Linked DNA regions of Ovis aries: region 2 is linked to region 1. A link is a contact called in public Hi-C data. All regions are on one chromosome and are shown on one strand. The core of a region is the stretch at or near the end of the contact, and the rest is flanking DNA. Distances in the headings are between cores, read along the strand shown.

Region 1 (2,981 bases), core at 197-2,696:
TAGAGCAGTCCTCAAAGCCTTTGACTGTGTGGATCACAATAAACTGTGGAAAATTCTGAAAGAGATGGGAATACCAGACCACTTGACCTGCCTCTTGAGAAATCTGTATGCAGGTCAGGAAGCAACAGTTAGAACTGGACATGGAACAACAGACTGGTTCCAAATAGGAAAAAGAGTACGTCAAGGCTGTATATTGTCAACCTACTTATTTAACTTCTATGCAGAGTACATCATGAGAAACGCTGGGCTGGAAGAAACACAAGCTGGAATCAAGACTGCCGAGAGAAATATCAATAACCTCAGATATGCAGATGACACCACCTTTATGGCAGAAAGGAAGAGGAACTAAAAAGCCTCATGATGAAAGTGAAAGAGGAGAGTGAAAAAGCTGGCTTAAAGCTCAACATTCAGAAAACGAAGATCATGGCATCCAGTCCCATCACTTCATGGGAAATAGATGGGCAAACAATGGAAACAGTATCAGACTTTATTTTTTGGGGTTCCAAAATCACTGCAGATGGTGATTGTAGCCAGGAAATTAAAAGATGCTTAATCCTTGGAAGAAAAGTTATGACCAACCTAGATAGCATATTGAAAAGCAGAGACATTACTTTGCCAACAAAGATCCATCTAGTCAAGGCTGTGGTTTTTCCAGTGGTCATGTATGGATGTGAGAGTTGGACTGTGAAGAAGGCTGAGCGCTGAAGAATTGATGCTTTTGAACTGTGGTGTTGGAGAAGACTCTTGAGAGTCCCTTAGACTGCTAGGAGATCCATCCAGTCCATTCTGAAGGAGATCAGCCCTGGGATTCCTTTGGAGAGAATGATGCTAAAGCTGAAACTCCAGTACTTTGGCCACCTCATGGGAAGAGTTGACTCATTGGAAAAGACTCTGATGCTGGGAGGGTTTGGGGGCAGGAGGAGAAGGGGACGACAGAGGATGAGATGGCTGGATGGCATCACGGACTCGATGGACATGATTCTGAGTGAACTCCGGGAGTTGGTGATGGACATGGAGGCCTTGCGATTCATGGGGTCACAAAGAGTCAGACATGACTGAGCAACTGAACTGAACTGAACTGAACAGTATCTAACCCACTTCAGTTGCCTTTGGAGATATGAAGGCAACTCTCCTATGCTTCCCTAGGACTTGTAACTAGGAAATCAGGACATTCTTGACAGATTTAAGGATCGACAGTTGTGACAGATACCCAATGCCGGAGCATCATCTGTGCTCTGAGACAGGAAAAGAGGAAGCAGCTGCGACTTCTAGCCCTAGAAACAGCGCGACAGCTTGGCGGCGGAGGAATCTGTCCAATCCCTTACAAAGGCGACTGGTGCTCAGATGCAGGCGCGGTTCTCTATCTCTTTCTGGTGAGCTTAGCTCTGCAGCTGAAGCAAGGTTCTGCTCAGCACCCCAACACCCCCAGGCCCCACCCCGGGAGTGTGAGTGGTATTGCTGGTGATGGACGCGCCCCGGAGCTTCGCAGTGACAGTACATAAGCCATTTCATTAGGGAAGTCTGGGTGTGTCTTATCTTGTATTTCTCCTCCATCTATCTGCAACCACATAACAGTGGCTTTCAGAACACCAGCTTCTCTTGAGTGTGCACGCTCTCCACGTTATCTGGGCATCTCACAGCAAGGCACTATCACTTCAATCATTTCACTGTCCCCACGCCCAGAGAAAGCAGGTGACAAGCACAATTTCAAAGAGGTTAAGTAGATTATTGGACGAGGCCCTGCAAGCTGGGGCAGGACCGAGAGAGAAGCCATGAGACCCAGAACCATCTCCAAACACAGGCGCTCTCTCTGGCCTAGTTTCATTGACTGCTTATTACACACCCCAAGAAAGACACTTCCTCTATGGCTACCCACATCCTTATCAGCAGTGCATTCGACAAAATCAGCACAAGGATAATGCAGTTGATGGCTGCATGAAAATGTGCACCATTTGTTTATTTCAACAGATGCCATAGTCTCCAGGACAGAACTGGAAATGTCTGCGAAACACCTTGACCTTCATGCTTTGGCATTTCCAATTTTCTCCCTAGTCCTTAGGGCATGGTCTGGTGACAAGAGTACTGCTATCTTCTTTTCATTCAACCCTTCCCTCTTCCCGTCAATCCTATCTAGACCCCCCTTTTCAGTCTTCTTCCTGCCACCGCAGCCCTCTCAATGGCCTCCCTAAAGCCAGTGCCACAAACAGGGCCTCCTCTTTGACTCAACTTGATTCCCTTTGCCCCTCAGCTCTTCCGGGAGGAAGGAGTCATTGGCAAGGGAAGAAGGCAGGCTGAGGGGGGATTATTCCAGGGCCTGAGTCTGGTAAAGTGCTCCAGAAGCACTTTCTGAATGCTATCACAGAGACAGCGAATGGTCACCTCTTACCTGAAAAGGCTTGTGCCAACAGGAGCACGTGTTTCATGCCTGGAGGAGAGCAGAGAAACCCTACCAGATGCTGAGCAGCGTGTGTGATTTCCCTGTGTTCGCTCACTCTCCCTGAAACCCTGGGAGGTGGGCACCATGATTCCTGGGTTGTAGCCGAGGAAACCAAGCTCCATAAATGTAACATACTTGCTCAGGGCAAGGCCAGCATGGGTACACGGGATCTCTTATTCCAAATTGGTTGGCTTTTTCCTTGTCGTATCATATCACGAAAGGGTGATATGGTTCACCAGAGAGCACACACAGGGGACTGTCTGGAAAATAAAGAGAACACTTGGCAGCCCACCGTTTAAGGACAGGCAGAGCAGTGAGTTCACCAATGTGAACTGGAGCTGCTGGGGGCCAGAGCCGGCCGCAGGGCAGGAGGTTTGGGGGGCAGATTTCTCAAGTCCATCCTCACACTGATTGCCCTTCACAGCCTCCCCACAAGGGGCTGCATAAAAAAGAAGTGTGGGAAGGCACATTTTTCTATCACATAGTATTTCTTAGTTTCCAGTATAAGTTTTATAAAATGTTACTCAGAAGCAGGCAAACAAAT
Region 2 (2,981 bases), core at 194-2,693, 310 kb after region 1:
TTTGATGGGTACAACCAATGATCTCATGTTGGGTGCTAAAAGAGAAAACCAAATATAAATAGGCTTGTTAGAACTTAATTTCCTTCACATAATTCATAGTTGGTAGTCTGGAGGGACCTGAAATGACTTGCCAGAACATTTCACATCTTGAGACTGGAGATCAGAGTTTAAGGGTTGTCACAGGAGACTTTTAGTAGTTAAAGAGTTGGTTCTCCAATCTAAATTGCATCCTTATTTCTTTGTTTTCTGATTCACCTCCTTTTGTACAGTCTCTAGGATTTCATTATCTCCCAACTACAACTGACATTAAGTTCCAGCTTTTTCTCCCATCCCACATTCATCACCAGGCAGGTTTTTCAGCTTTTTTCTATTCTCCCTTCGAGTACTCCAAAATAAATGACAGGCACCCTTTTCAGGGGAAAAGAATGCAGGAAAGTTGAAAACAATAGCCTTGTATTCTATATACAAGCTTGATTTTAAGATGACTAAAAATGTCATAGTGAGATCAACATTTTAAGAAATACAGTACTGTTCTATTACTATCACTGATAAATCTACTTTATTTTATATTCACTCTTTCGTAGCTCAAGAATCAAGATAATTGTCATTGCAAAACAATTCATATGTCTGGTGAAAACTTTTTTTGTTTAAAACGTTGAATGCTGGAAGAAGTAACAAAGTATTAATAAGTGAGAAGAATCAGCACCCACATAAGGCAAGAAGTAGTCTCTTTTCTAAAGTGAAGTTAGTTAGTTTTTAAAAAACTGCGGGCTATATTGCTGTTTTTCAGAGCTGTAAAACCTTAGGCAAAGCAGTTATCTTTCTGTGGCTTTTCTTTCCTCTCCATGAAAGCTCAGCTCTCTTACTGCCTCCTGAGCTTAGGGTCCTCGGATAATGAAACAAAACAAAAAAAACCTCATTTAAAGAAATATTTAGTGTCTAGCGTAAAATGCATGTTTGCTATTGGAAATACCAAGTACAAGTCACAGGGCACAGGTTCCCGACCTTCGAGAGTAGGAAATCCTCTGAAGCAGACCAGCAGTGAATCCTATTTACAGTCGGTGCATACTTTCCCTTGCTGGCCTGAAACTATCAAGTACATCAGCGGCTGCGACTGTGTGCACTCACGCAGCTACTAATAATTATTAAACTGCCATCCTGAGGCGGAATATGCAGAATTCCACTTTACTTTCACTTTTGAAGGGGTTAAAAATAAGGAAAGCACAACTTTGCCACCTGAGATGTTTTCAGAAAAGTTTTTTTTACTTGCCCCAGAGACACTACCCTAACCTCACTAGCTTCCCAGGACAAACCACACTTTGCTTCCGGGTTCTAGCTGAGCTGTTTTACTGGGCACAAGCCAATGGGCTCATTCCTTCTCTGCGGCGGGCGGGGGGGTCTTCCGCCTGGGCTTCGGAGACCCGCCCTCCGTACGTGGCGTGCGTGCGTAGCGCCGTGCGACGCGGGACGGTTTCTTCAGCGTGTGGCGCCCCCCGGCGGTAGCAGGGAAGCGATGTGAGGGCCGGCCCTGAGCGCCTGCCATGGAGCAGCACCAAGAGGCGCGAACACCCGGGGACCCCGTCGCGTGGCCGCCTGGGACCTTGAGGTCTCAGACGCCCGAGGAGGAGGAGCCGCGGGTGGGCGGGTCAGCGCCAGCGGCGTCTGTTTTGGACGCGGAGGCGTATGGGGCCAGTGCGGACGGGCTGTGGGAACTGCCAGTGGAGCCGGCGGAGCGGAGGCCCGAGTGCAGCCACTGCAGGTGACCGCCGGGCGGGGGCGAGGGCGGGGACTGAAGGCCGGCAGCGCACTTGGGGGGCGGGTGGGGGAGGGAAGGGGCGCGCTGCAGCGCCCCCTGCTGGGGAGGCGGCTGCTGCGACTCGGACCAGGGGAGCGTTGTCTCTGCGCTTGGAGCAGCAGGGTCCACTGGTTGACGTTGAAATCACTGTGAAGTAGCCACCACTCTTTCAGTAAGAAGCCTTTTCTCCAGATTCAGGATTACTTACCCTTAATTCATGCAAGACACTGGCGGGTCATGGGATGAGCGGACAAGAAGCTCCGCTGTCAAGAAACAAGTGTCTGATGGAGGAAGTAAGGCGTAATGACAGTAATAACACTTCTATGTTTATGTGACACAGCCGTCTCACGGTCAAAACAAAAGCATAAAACGGGTTAGAGGCGAGAGACAATCAAGGTGGCTATTACAGTAGTTGAGATTGGATTCCGAATTCTGAATTCACTTAGAAATATATAGTGAGCACCTACTGTGAGCCAGGCACTGTGCCAGGTTTCTGGTAACCTAGGCATGGATTGCGGAGAAGGCAATGGCACCCCACTCCACAATTCTTGTCTGGAAAATCCCATGGACGGAGGAGCGTGGTAGGCTGCAGTCCATGGGGTCGCTAAGAGTCGGACACGACTGAGCGACTTCACTTTCGTGCATTGGACAAGGAAATGGCAACCCACTCCAGTGTTCTTGCCTGGAGAATCCCAGGCACGGCGGAGACCGATGGGCTGCCGTCTATGGGGTCGCACAGAGTCGGACATGACTGAAGCGACTTAGCAGCAGCAGGAATGGATAGAACATGTTACTGAGCTCACTGGGCCTCTTCTGGTCTAATGAGGAGACTGTTTATTAAACTGAGTGAATGTGAGTGAAGTCGCTCAGTCGTGTCGGACGCTTTGCGACCCTGTGGACTGTAGCCTACCAGGCTTTTCCGTCCACGGGATTCTCCAGGCAGGAATACTGGAGTGGGTTACCATTTCCTTCTCCAGGGGATCTTCCCGACCCAGGGATCGAACCCAAGTCTCCCGCATTGGAGGCAGACGCTTTAACCTCTGAGCCACCAGGGAAGCAGCAATTAGCACTGTCTGCTCAATTTAGTTATGGCAGAAAGTGAAGAGGAACTAAAAGCCTCTTGATGAAAGTAAAAGAGGAGAGTGAAAAAGTTGGCTTAAAGCTCAACATTCAGAAAACTAAGATC

The links. Hi-C and Micro-C count contacts between places; a contact is called where the count stands out from the background.
Region 2: a Hi-C map of tail adipose tissue shows a contact between it and region 1, with 4 times the contacts expected there. The contact joins the promoter of DTWD2 here to the enhancer-like site in region 1. A contact is called at or near these places in 5 of 16 Hi-C or Micro-C datasets (blood, hypothalamus, muscle and 1 more).

Annotation. Positions count from the first base shown.
Region 1 is chr5:32,273,620-32,276,600 of ARS-UI_Ramb_v3.0, forward strand. The region is part of intron 2 of TNFAIP8 (TNF alpha induced protein 8); the gene reads right to left. Among named protein-coding and RNA genes, the nearest start is that of TNFAIP8, 68 kb to the right of the region's middle. Within about 2 kb of position 1,447, at least 6 of the 54 cell types and tissues checked have an H3K27ac peak or open chromatin away from gene starts, as enhancers often do.
Region 2 is chr5:32,581,697-32,584,677 of ARS-UI_Ramb_v3.0, forward strand. It overlaps DTWD2 (DTW domain containing 2), which reads left to right and starts at 1,444. Exons shown (of 6, transcript XM_004008691.6): 1 at 1,444-1,759. The coding sequence starts at 1,542.